3 separate regions of the Mus musculus genome follow, and regions 1 and 3 are each linked to region 2. Evidence: chromatin contacts called from public HiChIP or PLAC-seq and promoter capture Hi-C data. All regions are on one chromosome and are shown on one strand. The core of a region is the stretch at or near the end of the contact, and the rest is flanking DNA. Distances in the headings are between cores, read along the strand shown. Region 1 overlaps Erp44 (endoplasmic reticulum protein 44). Region 2 holds the start of Stx17 (syntaxin 17). Region 3 has its middle 32 kb from the start of Nr4a3.

Region 1 (4,688 bases), core at 1,919-4,418, 100 kb before region 2:
CAGTGGCCGATGGTGTATGTGGTGCTTTATTTCCAGGTTCTCTCTTCAATACCATGATTTCTGTCAGACAGTTTTATTGTAGCTCTGTAAAATAATGCTTGAAATATGGAAATATGTGATACTTCAGCTTTGTTCAGGATTGCTTTTTGTTGTTTTCAGTTTTTTTATTCTACTTATTTGTTTTCTTTTTATGTATTGTGCATACCATAACATGCATATTGAGTTCAGAGGACAACTTGGAGCAATCTGTTCTCTCCTACCACCATGTGAGTCTTGGGGATTAAACTCAAGGTGTCAGGTTTGGTTATAATCATCTTTCTCCCCTCTCCCCACTTTGACACATTTATAAACATAAAATATTCTTAGCTTATTTTCCCCTTCGCTCTCTACCCTCTGTCCCTCTAATTCCTCCAGACCCCATTCATGGCCTCTTTTTCTTTAATTATTGTTACCTATATATGTGCAAAAATATATAAGTGCAATGTGCTGAGTCTGTTGAGTTTAGGGTTGACCATCTGATGCTGGGTAACCAATTAGGGAACTCATCTCTGAGGAAGACTAATTTTCCTTCTTTGAACTGTCATTAGTTGCCTGTAACTCTTTGTCTAAGGAGTGGAGTCCCATGAGTATCCCCTTTCTATGATAGTATGTCCATTTGGTGTTTTCAATGTTTAGGTCTTATTTAGCAGCCATATTGCTCTAGCTATCAGGTATAGCTAGCTTCCTTGTTGTTTCTAGGAGACCATCTTACAGCAGGCTTCCTAGTCCTTTGGTTTTTACGACTTTTCTGTTTGCTCTTCTACAGTGTCACGTGGACTTTGGGTACAAGAGCTGTGTTGTAGCTGTAGCCATTGCCCTTTGGTTTTTTGTTTGTTTGTTTGTTTGTTTGTTTGTTTGAGAGGGTCCCTCTAAGTAGCCCAGGCTACCCTGGGGCTTAATATGTAGCTCAGCATCCGATGGTCAACCCTAAAATCACTCATACAAGAAATTCTCAACAGACTCAGCACATTGCATTTATATATTTTTGTACATGTATAGCCCAGCCTTGAATTTGTAATCATCCTACTTAAATTTTCAAAGTGCTGGGGTTGTAGACCTGTGGCACCATACCGAGCTTAAATGGCTTTGCAAGGGCATGTCCTGAATTTTAAAATATCTTTTTTAGATTTTTTTTTATGTGTATGAATGTTTATCTTCATGTAGGTAGGTAGGTAGGTAGGTAGGTAGGTAGGTAGGTAGGTAGGTAGGCAGGCAGGCAGGCAGGCAGGCAGGCAGGCAGGCAGGCAGACAGACAGACCATGTGTGTGTATAGTTTCTGTAGAGTTCAGAAAAGGGAGACAGATCTCTTAGAACTGTTGTTAGGGCTGTCTGTAGACCACCATGTAAGTGTGGGGAACTGAGGTCAAGTCCTCTGCAAGAGGAATAAGTACTCTTAATCACTGAACCATCCTTCTGATCCCATGTTATCACTGAATTTTGATCAAATCCTACTTACTAATTTTTAATGGATCATACTTTATATTTTGTATCTTAAGTTGTCTGTTCTCCCCCAATATTGCAATTTTTTCTGCCATGTTTTCTTCAGTACATTTCACAGTATGAACATTTCCACTTATGCCCATTGTTCATTTGGAGTTAGCTTTTATATGTGGAACAATATATGAGTTAAAGTGGGTAGGTGATCTGTTGTTGTATTTAGTTGCCAGACAGATCCGTCATTACTTGTTGGCAAAAAACCTCTGCCTCTTTGTCACTAACTGCCTTAGCAGCTTTGTTGAAGTGAACTGGCCCTGTCCTTATGACTCTATTTCTGGTCCTTTTTGTACTGTTGATCTAGTGTCTGCTCATCCTGCATGTTGTGAGTTGTTACAGCTTATGGAAGGTCTTGAAAACAAGCGGTATAAATCTTCCAACTTTGTGCTTGTTTTTTCAGAGTGGCTTTGACTGTTTTAGTGGGATTGAATTTCCATGAATCCTAGAAACAGCTTGTTAGTTTCTAACAACAAAGGGGGATCCTGGGTTTCTAATTAGAGTTAACTGCATTGAGAGCAGTTTGGAAAGTTACTATTGTAGTAATCTTAAGTCTTTTGATCCACAAACATTCTTAATCTTTCAATGTATTTAAATATTTTCAGCTTCAGCAATTTTTTTCTCATTTTCCAGTCTACATATAGTACTTTGATACTCATACAACCTACATTAGACTATTTTACTTTTAGATTGATTGCATGTGCGCACATATGTGTATGTTTTCTTACTTACTTGGCTCTACCGCTGCCATCTTATGTGAGGACTCTGTCAGTGCCCTCAGTATGCTCTGACAGATGTGGCCAGTGCCCTCAGTATGCTCTGACAGATGTGGCCAGTGCCCTCAGTATGCTCTGACAGATGTGGCCAGCTCTCCACTGAGTCCAGGCTACGGTAGTGACTTGTCAGATCTTGGCTCTTTATGGCCATTTAAAAAAATCTTTATTTTTCAGAACCTAGACAATTCCAAGAAGTATTGGTTATATAATTTGTAGAATATTTTTCAGTTTGGGTTTGTCTAGGTTCCTCCCACACCGAGGCTTTGCACATCTTTTTTGAGACTTGTTTTTATTTTTCAAGACAGGGTTTCTCTGTATAGCCCTGGTTGTCCTGGAACTTGCTCTGTAGACTAGGCTAGCCTCAAACTCACAGAGATCTGCATGCTTCTGCCTTCTGAGTACTGAGATTAAAGGCATGCGCCACCACTGCCTGATGTAAGATTTATTTTTAACTATGTCTCAGTTTTTGATACTCTTATAAATGGCTTTGGCTTTTAAATTTTAAAATTTTGCATTTTTTGTTAATATGTAGGGATTAAAATTAACACTTTTGTATTGCTTTGTGTTGAAATTTAATTCCAGCAGTTTTTATTTAGAATTTGCATAGCTTTCTAGTGAAAATAATTGTGCTCTATACAAATAAAGTCAGTTTTCCTTCCTGTGGTCAGTGTCTCCTTACCATATCCTGCACAGACAAGTTCATGTGCTCGTGCTTTGGGATTAACTCTGTGGAGTCAGAGGACCCGTTTCCTAGCAAGGTGTTTGCAGAATCAAGATGTCATCCTGACTCTGCACGACTCACTCTATTAGTCTCCTGTTAGGTATTCTGGGAGTCTGCTCTGGCCTGTCACTGTGCTTCACGCTGTCTGTCTTGTTCTGACTCAACTGCTTCACTCAGACGTCTCATCCAGAGTCATAGTGGTGTGTATTGGAGAGGCTCCTGTGAAAAGTTTCTAGCTAAATGAACTGGTGAGCCTGCTCATTGAGTGCTCATGTGGAGTTCAGCTTGTTCTTACATACATTGCCTCAGCTATGGTCACCACAGTCTTTTGAATTAGCTAGTGGTATTTACTCAACCAGAGCATAAGTGCCAATTCTCTGTAATGACATGTGACTGGTCCTAGAGATATAGCAAAATACACTTGTATGCTGTTTTAACTTCTCTGAAGGGGCAGTGTTAATTATGTGATGCATTATATTGATAAGCATAGCTTACTCTGATGGGGTAGGGAAGGAAGCCTCTCAGGATATGATATAAACTTGAAGGAAAAGTAGTACTTCCGCTGTAAGCTCAAGCTGTGTGGTGACAGGTAAGCGTGTGAGGAAGATCTCACTATGGTGTGGCAGGTATGCGTAAAGGTGACATCTCTCTGAGCTGAATCTTGCACAGTCCATTTGGGGAAATATTTGTAAATGCTATCTTCACTTTTCTAATCAGCCCACTTTAAGATTGATGATGAGGTGAGATTATAAAGTTGAGAAACAACAGAATTACAAGCCAAGCCAGTATAGAAATAAAATGCCATTTAAAAAAAATGAAGCATCACACGGGTATTTTAAAGACGTTCTTGGGAAGGCAGTGCACCTACTCATCTCTAAAAACAGGTGGGGAAGTCTTCTCTAGAAGACTGTTTGTTGGTTTATCTTGAAAATTCATTTCAGTGCATATTCCAGGAGCCACTCACTTGGTTTGCTGCTTGCTTTTCCGTGGAGCTCCTCTCCTACCCACTGGCAACTCAGGCAGCCTTCTGTTCTGCCTTTAACCTCACTTCCTTATGTACCCTTCTTAGTAAGGACATTGTGTGAAAGGTTCAGTTCCGTGCTGAGGACTTGGGAGGTGGAGTAGTTCCACCCAGTCGGCACTTGTGTTTCAGGAATGACCTGCACACACCCTTGTTTATCTCTGTCTGCTCTCCTCTGTGCAGCTGAAAGGGTTATTAGCACATGAGCTGGACTTCCATCAGGAAGCCCACCTACTGTTTCATTTTATTGCAACCCCAATGTAGAACTTATATTTCACTTTTAAGCTCCTAAAATTTTTCATTTGCTATACTCATTGTAGGAAATGAATGAACTATAAGGAAAATAGGGAGAGAAAAAGGAAAATGAAGGCATGACTACTAGAAAAGAAACAGAAATTGAACTCAGTCCCAACTGTCTCTGTCCCCGAGCCGACAGGAACAGGTAGTCTTACTGGTCCTACGGAAGAGCAGGATGTCAGGTCTTGTTTTTGCCATTATTCTGACAGTTTTCCTCCTCTTCTCTGTCTAAAGGACTTGGGAAACTACATCTCTAATCAGGATATATGCTGTTGTGTATTCCTTAGATGGGGTGGCAAGAATCACAGCTTCTTATACTATACCAAGGAACTCCACACTGAAA
Region 2 (4,593 bases), core at 278-2,777:
CCTCCTTAGAGCAGAAGTCAATAAAGGAGGGAAATTGAGGGCTGTTACAGTATCAAAGTAATAAATAGTACTTGGGGAATAACTGGACTACTAATTGCTATAGAGAATCTCCCAGATACCAAATTTAACTAAGTCATCTGATTGTGTCAACACACAAGCAGTAGGTCCCATCTGGAAGGTCCATGGAGGCATAAACTGAAAAGGGTACTTATACCTTGTGGTATTCTTAACAGAAATGCAACACAATCTAGTCCCAACTAACTATAGACAAACTCCTACTTGAAAGGCATTACCAACATTCCTGACTCTTCAAAGCACACAAAGTCATGATACTGCTACAGATTGGAAAAGGTAATGTCGCCAGGCCCATCAAGAGTAAGGCTGCTTACTAGATACCATTGTAGAATACAGAAGGGACTCTAATAAAAAGAATGGAATCCCAAGAGACCCAGTTAACCAGATAGTAATCTCTTGCTCTCTGTGACTGTATTAAGGATGGTATGTAAAATACTAACACAAGGGCGCTGTAGTGTTCTGTACTATGTGTACGAGTTTTCTTTCTCTCTTTTTTGTTTTTCTAAGACAGGGTTTCTCTGTGTAGGGCTGTCCTGGAATTCAGTCTGTAGACTAAGCTAGCCTTGAAGTCAAGAGATCCTCCTGCCTCTGCCTCCTAATGCTGGGATTAAAGGCATGGGCCACCAAGGCCTCCAGCAACTTCTGCAACTTTTCAATAATTGCAAATGACTCCAAATTTTTTTGTCTGGTGTTTGTGCATGTATAATAATTGCTGTTTCATGGATGAAAGAACGTGTAGAAGACAGGCCTGCAGTCATTTTCCAAGCACACACATTTGCAGTGAGAGGTGTCAAGTGCTTTTTATAAACTTAATCTCTTGGTACTTGCAACTAAGATGATATGGGTACCATGATACTAGGGTTCCACAAGAAGAAAAAGTACCCAAAGGTGAAGTAAATTACTCAAGAGTTATTTAAAAGCGAAAGAGCCCCTTTCCAGGAAAAAGGTCCCAAACTGCTGATAACACTATCTCCCAAGGAAATGCGTCCCCTTGGGCATGTGGGTGGTACAAGGAGAGTAAGTGCTGGCTCGGTCCCCGCAGCTGCGGCCTCTCCGCGTCCTGCTTGGGCACCGGTGTCGCGTCGTCCCTCACGGAGTCACCAGGACGCACCCAGGCCACACCAACGACCCCAGCGGCGCGGCTGGCCCGGCGACCCAGGGCCCGAAGCAGCTCTTCACAGCGACCCGGGAGGGCATAGCGCAGTGGGGCCTCGGCCTCCCCGCTCCCGCAGGGACAGCTACTCCAAAACTGAAAACAGAGAGGCTTGGCCACTTCTGGTCGCGGCCCCGGCGCTCACACTGACCCGAGGCCGGGCTTGGTGACCGGCGCCTCTCCCTTGCGTCCACAGCCCGGCCCGCGGTGACACATCGCAGCCCAGCGACCCCGTGGCGGCAGCCCGGCAGCCCCTTACCTCCCGCCTAGGCGCTCGAGGCCGTCGATACACACTGCGCAGACGCGAGAGGGGCGGGGCGTCTCCAGGGGCGGGATATGTGGCCCCGCCCCCTACCCGGCCAGTGGGCGTGGAGGTAATATAGTGTGCCAACCACTGGATGAACAATTCCAAGTGTTTTATGGGTCGTCTTGTGTACTGTATCTAAGACAATTTACACTTGGATAACCTTCTACATGTTACAGTTTTCCTGCACATTGTGTTCCTTGAATTTTGTTGGCGAGGACGGCCTTGTGCCCCTAGCTCTTTAGGTGTGTAAAAACTGAAGCTCGGAACCCAGTGCCATCCTTCCCCGCCCCGCCCCGCCCCGCCTCCCAGAGCCCCTGAGTGACTGGCTAGGAGTATCTGAATAGCCACAGGCACAAATGAAAGAAGGCATAAACTTTTTTGTCCAGAGCCTGCTGCAGTGCTTTGGGCGTCTGTCCTTATTAAAATGATACCTGGTCACTTTGAGGCTCAGCACAGATAGGAAGTGACTCACTCCAGTTCAGCCCGTTTGTGACAGCGCTGTACTCACAGCTGGTTTTCCTAATTTCTTCTCAAGTAGTTCCAGTTGGACCAGCTGCTGCTAGAACAAGCTTTGAAGTGTGTGCAGGTCATTGATTCTCCTCTCTGAATGTTCTGACCTCAAGACCTAGCCAACTAAAATATATATATGACTATTCAGGTCTTTGCTTGAAATGGATCTTCTGATGATGAAGTTTTCAACAGTCTTAAGAACATTTCCTGTTAGCTGTAAGGAAACTCAGTTCTTAGGATCTGCAGGTAGAAAGGAAGTAGAGGGGGAATTTTAGCCCACAGATTAGGGGCTTAAGAAAGTCTTGAAAGGCAATTTTTAAAATAAAGCTCATTATTAATTAAGCTATTTGAATTTTCTTTGGGGTATACTGGATGTTAGTGTTTATGGTACCCTTAGTTCATAGATTGAGGCATATCTATCAAATTTTCATCCCAAGGAGAAAAATAAAGGTATTAGGTAATGCCATAGGATGGATGGTAAAATGCCAAAGTCAGTTAAACAAGCAATAGGGAATCATTTAATTGGTAAAGTGCCTGCTTCACAATGAAGACCTGAGTTTGGACACCCAGCACCCACATACAAAACCAAGCTCTGTGGTATATGTTTATGATCCTAATACTATCTAAATAGACAAAAGGATCCATGAGCTTGCTGCCCAGCTGGTCTTGTTGAATTGGTAACCTCCAGGCTCACTGAGAGATGATGTGTGTTCTCTCTCTCTCTCTCTCTCTCTCTCTCTCTCTCTCACACACACACACACACACACACACACCGAATCCATTAAACAAGACCTTTTGAAGTAAAGATAACTAGTGTTAAGTTTTGAAAAAGTACAACAGGGAGCTGTGGCACTCTGGAATTGACTTTGGCCTTCCAGGTGGTTGTATGATGTTTGCTGTAACTTAGGTGTGTCATGTAGAGAGATAATGATATTTAATCTAACAGTTTGGCTAGCCTCACTTACAATCTACAATACTTAATTGAATCTTTCAATATTTAGACATAAGGGGTGTGACCATTCTCTGTGCTCTTGCCTTAAGCCATAAAGTTATTAGGATAATAAGATCTGCTGCCACGAGACAAAGTTTTCTTGATATCTTAACTTAACCCAGTAGATCCAAAGAAAACAAAACAGTAAGGAGAATACATCTTGGAAAAAACAAAAACAAAAAAGAAATTATTACCTGGTAACATGATTGCTTTCATGGAGAGCCTGTAGATATGAATTCAAACAACTTCAAGGTGGTTAAAGAGATGGCTCTTCTAAATGATAATCACAAGGTTAGAAATGTAGCAGGAAAGTGAACACTGAGAAAAATGTGTGATTGTATCTATGAGAAGGTAGAGGAGCTATAAAAAGAGTGGAGTAGCCCCAGAAAGGTTGGGTTTGGGGAGGAGAGGCTTAAAAGGAGTGTCAAGTATCAACAATCTCAAAGACAAAAAACGCAGGATTACCTCATTAGATGCAGAAAAGGCCATTGACAAAATTCATCACCCCTTCATGGTAAAAGTCCTGGAGAGATCGGGGATGCAAGAGACATACCTCAATAAAATGAAGGGAGTTTACAGCAAGCCCATAGCCAGGATCAACTTAAATGGACAGAAACTCAAAGCATTTCTACTAAAATCAGGAACAAGTCCAGATTTTCCACTATCTCCACACCTACTCAATAAAGTCTTAGCTAGTGCAATAAGGCAAATGAAGAAGAGCAAGGGGATACAAGTTGGAATGGAAGAGGTCTAAATATCTTTGCAGATGATATGGTAGTCTGCATAAGTGACCCTGAAAATTCCACCAGGAAATTCCTATAACTGATAAACATTCTTAGCAAAGTAACAGGATACAAAATCAAGTCACAAAATTCAGTAGAGCCTTTCAATATATAAATGACAGATGGACCGAAGAAAAATCAGTGAAACAAAACCTTTCACAACGGTCTCAATAATGTAAATATCTTGGAGTAACTCTAACCAAGCAAGTGAAATACATGTATGACAAAAACTTCAAGTCACTGAAGAAAGAAATTGAAGATATCAAAAGATGGAAAGATCTTCCATGCTCACAGATTGATAGGACTAACATAGTAAAAATTGCCATTCTACCAAAAGATCAAAAGCAATTTACAGATTCAATGCAATCCCCATCAAAATTCCAACACAATCTTCACAGATCTTGAAAAGACAATTCTCAGATTCATATGGAAGCACCAAAAACAACAAACAAAGAAAAAACTGGATAGATAATACATTCCTGGAAAATAGAACTGTGGGAGGTCTCACCACTCCAAATTTCAAGTTATATTACAGAGCTATAGTAATAAAACCAGGATCATATTAGCAGAGTTGTTGATCAGTGGAATTGAATTAAAGACCCAGACACAAGTCCACACATCTATGGACACCTGAATTTTAATAAAGAAACAGAAACACACACTGGAAAAAAGACATTATCTTCAACAAATAACACTGGTCAAACTGGATGTCTGTCTATATGAGGAAGACTTGATCCATACTTAACATCCTGCACAAAACTCAACTCCAAATGGA
Region 3 (4,350 bases), core at 1,843-4,342, 110 kb after region 2:
TGTTCTGTTAAAATAATATGCTAAAATTAAAAAGATGGACAGCAGCAAATGGTCCGGCTGTGGAGAAACGGTGGGAATATGAAACGGCACATCACTTTGAGCCCATGGGAGGTTTTGGAGGAGTCAATGTGGGCAATGAGGTCAGTATAATGCTCACATGCAGGATTCTCAGAGAAAGTTATATATAAAATGTTAGGCCCAAGAACGGGCAGTGCATGCTCTTTCCTAATGTCCATATTAAATGTTTACAAAATCTATACACTGAGCCAAATAGAAAAATGTCTCAAAGTAATAAATATACACAGCAGTGCCTCTGACCACAATGTTATGACAACAGAAAAAAACTCCTTATAGTGTGTCATATGTAGAATTCGGAGCAGATGTCTCACCATTACATATGAAGAATGAGGAGAATGGATGGAGAAATTAGGAGCATAACTGCAAATACCACTGAGGATTAGGAAATGGGAACTAATATGATTAAATGTAAAAAAAAAATCATCGAGTTGGCAAACCTACAGAGAATGGATAATAAATCCATTTGCTACACTAAAAAGAAACATTAGACATCCTCCCAGCCCCCCAAAAAACCGAAGAAGAAAGAAAAATGGATGCTACAATGAACTGGGAAGGGACATGGTACCACAGACAGGAGTGAGAATTAAAAAGGGCCAAAATTGCCAAACATTCAACAAACTCAAACAAGCTTCCAGGTAGGTTTTTAGGAATTTGACAGTGTGATTCTAAGTTTAGACTGAGCTGCAGGCCGCAGCCACACACACGTGTGCACACACATATATACGCATACACTTAAATACTCAATAGAATGCTATTCATTTAAAAACCTGCCGTTCACATCATGAGTAAAGCTGAAGGAAGTGGTGTTAAGTGAAACAAGCCAAGCATAGGAAGGCAACTACCACGTCTGAATGTAGAATCTAAAGAAGCTGAGCTCATGCAAGGGGTTTAGTGATGCTTATCAGGGTCTGGGGTGGGGGAACAAGGTTAACAGAGAAAGGGCTGTGTCAATCAAAGGGTACAAAGTTTCAGTAGATGGGAGGAATGCACTTCAGTGATCTCTTACAAACAAAAGTGACATGATGATAATGCTCTATGTATTTATAATGACAAAAATAGCAATTCTTAAATTGCAAAAAAGAAAAAAAAAAACCAGTGTGGTAGCAGTAGATTTGTTAGCTTGATTTGATCACGACACTCTATAAGCATATATCAAAGCACTGGATTGCACCCTACAAGTATTTACAATTATTATCTATGGATCAAAACAAAATGGTTAAAGCTTTAATAATAGAAATGTCAGAGCCAGAAGGACACAAGATGGACCTAATCAACTAGTAAAGGTGCCAGATGAAACAAAGGAGACACATTTCAGAACAAATGTAACTACCTCTTTATCCAGCGTTGCCTTCAAACATTCTTGGACCCTGCTTTATCTTCTATCTCCTTAGTTTTCCTTTTTCTAAATTTTAGGCTAATAATTATCTTTCTTTTTTAGTATGGGACTTCATGAGTCTTTTGGCCTAATGCCTCGTCTACATGAAACTGTTCTTATTTTACAGGATTGGACAAAATAATCCCTCTTGAGGGCCATTTAGGGTGGGTTTGGTGATGCATGGAGTTGGTTATCATCAGAGAGTGGTGAGATTTCTTTTGTGGATGAAAGAAGAGATTGTGACTACGAGATGCTGACATTTCATCATTGTTAGAGTTACATTAGCTGGATCACTTGGGAACTGGCTTGCAGTTATTAAAGGTGAAGCGGAGAAAGTGATTTCAGACCAACTGGGCATCATTTCAAAATTTTGAAAGTGATTTCAGCCAACTGGGTGGCTCAGGGGCTGCCTGAGGGAGGAGGCAAAAAAACACTGCAACCTGATCCAGAACACCTAAGACACAGAGGCAACCTAGATACCCATCATAAAACCGACAGGAGGATACTATTCTTTTTTTTAAAGAAATTTTGTCATTTGCAACATGAATGAACTTGGAGGACATTGTTATGAAATAAACTAGGCATGGGAAGAAACATGCCAGGCAGGTCTGGCTTCTGAAGTATGCTTTAACTATAGCAATATAGTATACAAAATAAAGGACTTCGTCGTTCAAGCATGCATACCATTATGTGTGTATCATTGTACTCTGGTCATATTTACCCGCTCTTTATTCTCCTGCCCCTCTCAACCCTGGATATTTTGTTTCAGACCAGCTTCCTACTACTAAAATGCCTTCTTTTTACATTAGATCTTAGCTAAAATGCCGAGATATGATGAAAAACCTACTTCTTCTGAAAGCAGCTTGATGGAAGTGTGAGCATATGACAGACCTGGAATACTCACAGTGCAGATGTGCTAACCACGGCCAGCTTAGGCATCTGTCTATAGAGGGGTGGATTAGGAGTAACGGGCGTATATGAACGGGGGGGGGGTTATACTCAGCCAAAATGAACATCAAAATGACCTTATCAGCAAGAAAAGTTGCTAGAAGTAGAGGTTATCGTGTTAAAAGAAACAGGCTAGATTTGGACAGATATGGTTTATTTTCTCTCAGACACAGAAGCTAGGTTTTTTTAAAGAAAAGAGGAAGAGACCCAATCAGAGTGGACAAAAGCGATAATGTCAGCGAGAGTAGTGAGCAAGGTCAAATTACAGTGTATGCAAGGATGGAAAATATCAGACTAATACCTATTGTTGTGCATAATAAACATATACATGTGCTTCACTCAAATGTTCGGAAAGCCCTTTGGAGAGGGACATCAGGGAATGGAGAGTTGGTCCAGTGGGTAAAGTGCTTGCTGTATAAAGCACGAGGAAGGACCTGAGTCTGGAACCTCAGCATGCACATAAAAGCTAGGCATGGCGGTGGGTGCCTGTCATTCCAGTGCTTGTTGGGGCTATGGTGGGTAGAGGGAGGACTGAGACAGACTGACTCCAGGGCTTAGTGGCCAGCCAGTGCAGTCAAAACAGAGAGTGATGGAGGAAGATGCTCAACTTTAACCTCTGTCCTCCGTGCCTAACTACACACACATGTGCACGTGACATGATAAACCACAAACCCCTACCACCCACACAGATAGAGAAAGTGTGTCTGAGGTAAGGCACAAGGGGAAAAATCCTCCCCATGGTTTATAGAACAAATCTAGATATATGCAGGACAGGGAAAACCCCCTGAACTTCATCACTGAATTAGTAGTGAAAATGTTCAACAGGCAGGAATGGATTCAAAAAGCATTATGTGAAAGCGACAACCAAATAATGTGCCTAGTAGCTGTGTCTGATTCACAGGAAATGAACAACCCTCCATGTTACACTCATTTAGCACCCCACCTAGTGATTGCCTATTGATCTACATAGAGTCGAACACGCAAATTGAAAGCATGCCATTAATAACTCTTCACAAAAAGGCCACCCAGTTCAGAGTACAGGGCATTTCTGTTACTCCAGTGAGTTCCCCCGCTTTCTGGTCCCCTGAGAGCCTGCTTGTTCACCAGTTACTAGATTAGTAGTTACTAGTTACTAGATTAACTTTACGTGCTCTAAAGCTTCTGTTGGTTAATGATCGCTGGTGAGAGGGGTCACACTCCCCAGTCCCTAACCACTCCTGACCTGTCCTCGTGCAGACAACCTTTACTAAATGGAACTGGCCACAAGCAAGCTTACAAGACATGAAGATAGGTGGGGGAGTTGTGGGAAGAAGGGTGTAGTGAGAGGAGGAAAGGGCTAAGAGGAGAACAAGGGTGAATACTATCAAAGTTCCCCTCCCCCTTTCTAATAGATCTATAATGAAATTGTGAAAGAATAAATTAGAAGAAAAAAACGGCCTCTTCATGGACCTCTGAGGTATTTTTTTCTTAAAATAATATTTTTGAGATTTATCAAAAATATTTTCTTGTGACTTCTAGTCACTATAAAAATACTGGAAAACATTCTATCTTACATTTACACTTCATTTTCATTTTCTTTTTTTTTTGGACATTTGGTCTATTTACAATTTTTATTATTATGGATAAAGTACCCATGGGGACTGGGGAGGTGATTTAGTTAGAAAAGACCTGGAGGGCATCATCCTGAGCGAGGTAACCCAATCATAAAAGAACTCACATGATATGTACTCACTGATAAGTGGATATTAGCCCAGAAACTTACAATACCCAAGATACAAGATACAATCTGCAAAACACATGAAACTCAAGAAGAACGAAGACCAAAATGTGGACACTTGGCCCCTTCTTAGAATTGGGAACAAAACACCCATGGAAGGAGTTACAAAGACAAAGTTTGGAGCTGAGACGAAAGGATGGACCATCTAGAGACTGCCATATCTGGGGATCCA

The links. Promoter capture Hi-C pulls out the DNA fragments that hold promoters and counts their contacts. HiChIP or PLAC-seq counts read pairs in DNA pulled down with a chosen protein or histone mark.
Region 1: a contact with region 2 is called in a promoter capture Hi-C map of macrophages, with 5 read pairs. The contact joins the enhancer-like site here to the promoter of Stx17 in region 2. A contact is called at or near these places in 6 of 39 promoter capture datasets (the C10 cell line, HPC-7-derived erythroid cells, hematopoietic stem and progenitor cells and 2 more), 2 of 484 Hi-C or Micro-C datasets (the G1E-ER4 cell line and nephron progenitors), 2 of 115 datasets of contacts at active chromatin or transcription factors (bone marrow-derived macrophages and intestinal villus epithelium) and 2 of 9 other capture datasets (adipose tissue and liver).
Region 3: a BATF HiChIP or PLAC-seq map of CD8 T cells shows a contact between it and region 2, with 5 read pairs. The contact joins the enhancer-like site here to the promoter of Stx17 in region 2. A contact is called at or near these places in 2 of 39 promoter capture datasets (hippocampal neurons and stem cell-derived epiblast-like cells), 6 of 484 Hi-C or Micro-C datasets (CD8 T cells, Th1 cells, pre-pro-B cells and 2 more), 2 of 115 datasets of contacts at active chromatin or transcription factors (CD8 T cells and memory CD8 T cells) and 2 of 9 other capture datasets (adipose tissue and pancreatic islet).

What each region holds. Positions count from the first base shown.
Region 1 is chr4:48,226,426-48,231,113 of GRCm38.p6, reverse strand. The region is part of intron 4 of Erp44 (endoplasmic reticulum protein 44); the gene reads left to right. Among named protein-coding and RNA genes, the nearest start is that of Mir1958, 16 kb to the right of the region's middle. Within about 2 kb of position 3,168, at least 26 of the 459 cell types and tissues checked have an H3K27ac peak or open chromatin away from gene starts, as enhancers often do. A contact at or near this core is called in intestinal villus epithelium, where this site is marked.
Region 2 is chr4:48,121,853-48,126,445 of GRCm38.p6, reverse strand. Stx17 (syntaxin 17) reads right to left here and starts at 1,527. Exons shown (of 8, transcript NM_026343.2): 1 at 1,488-1,527.
Region 3 is chr4:48,011,198-48,015,547 of GRCm38.p6, reverse strand. No RefSeq gene overlaps it. Among named protein-coding and RNA genes, the nearest start is that of Nr4a3, 32 kb to the left of the region's middle. Within about 2 kb of position 3,092, at least 23 of the 459 cell types and tissues checked have an H3K27ac peak or open chromatin away from gene starts, as enhancers often do. A contact at or near this core is called in CD8 T cells, Th1 cells, memory CD8 T cells and 1 more, where this site is marked.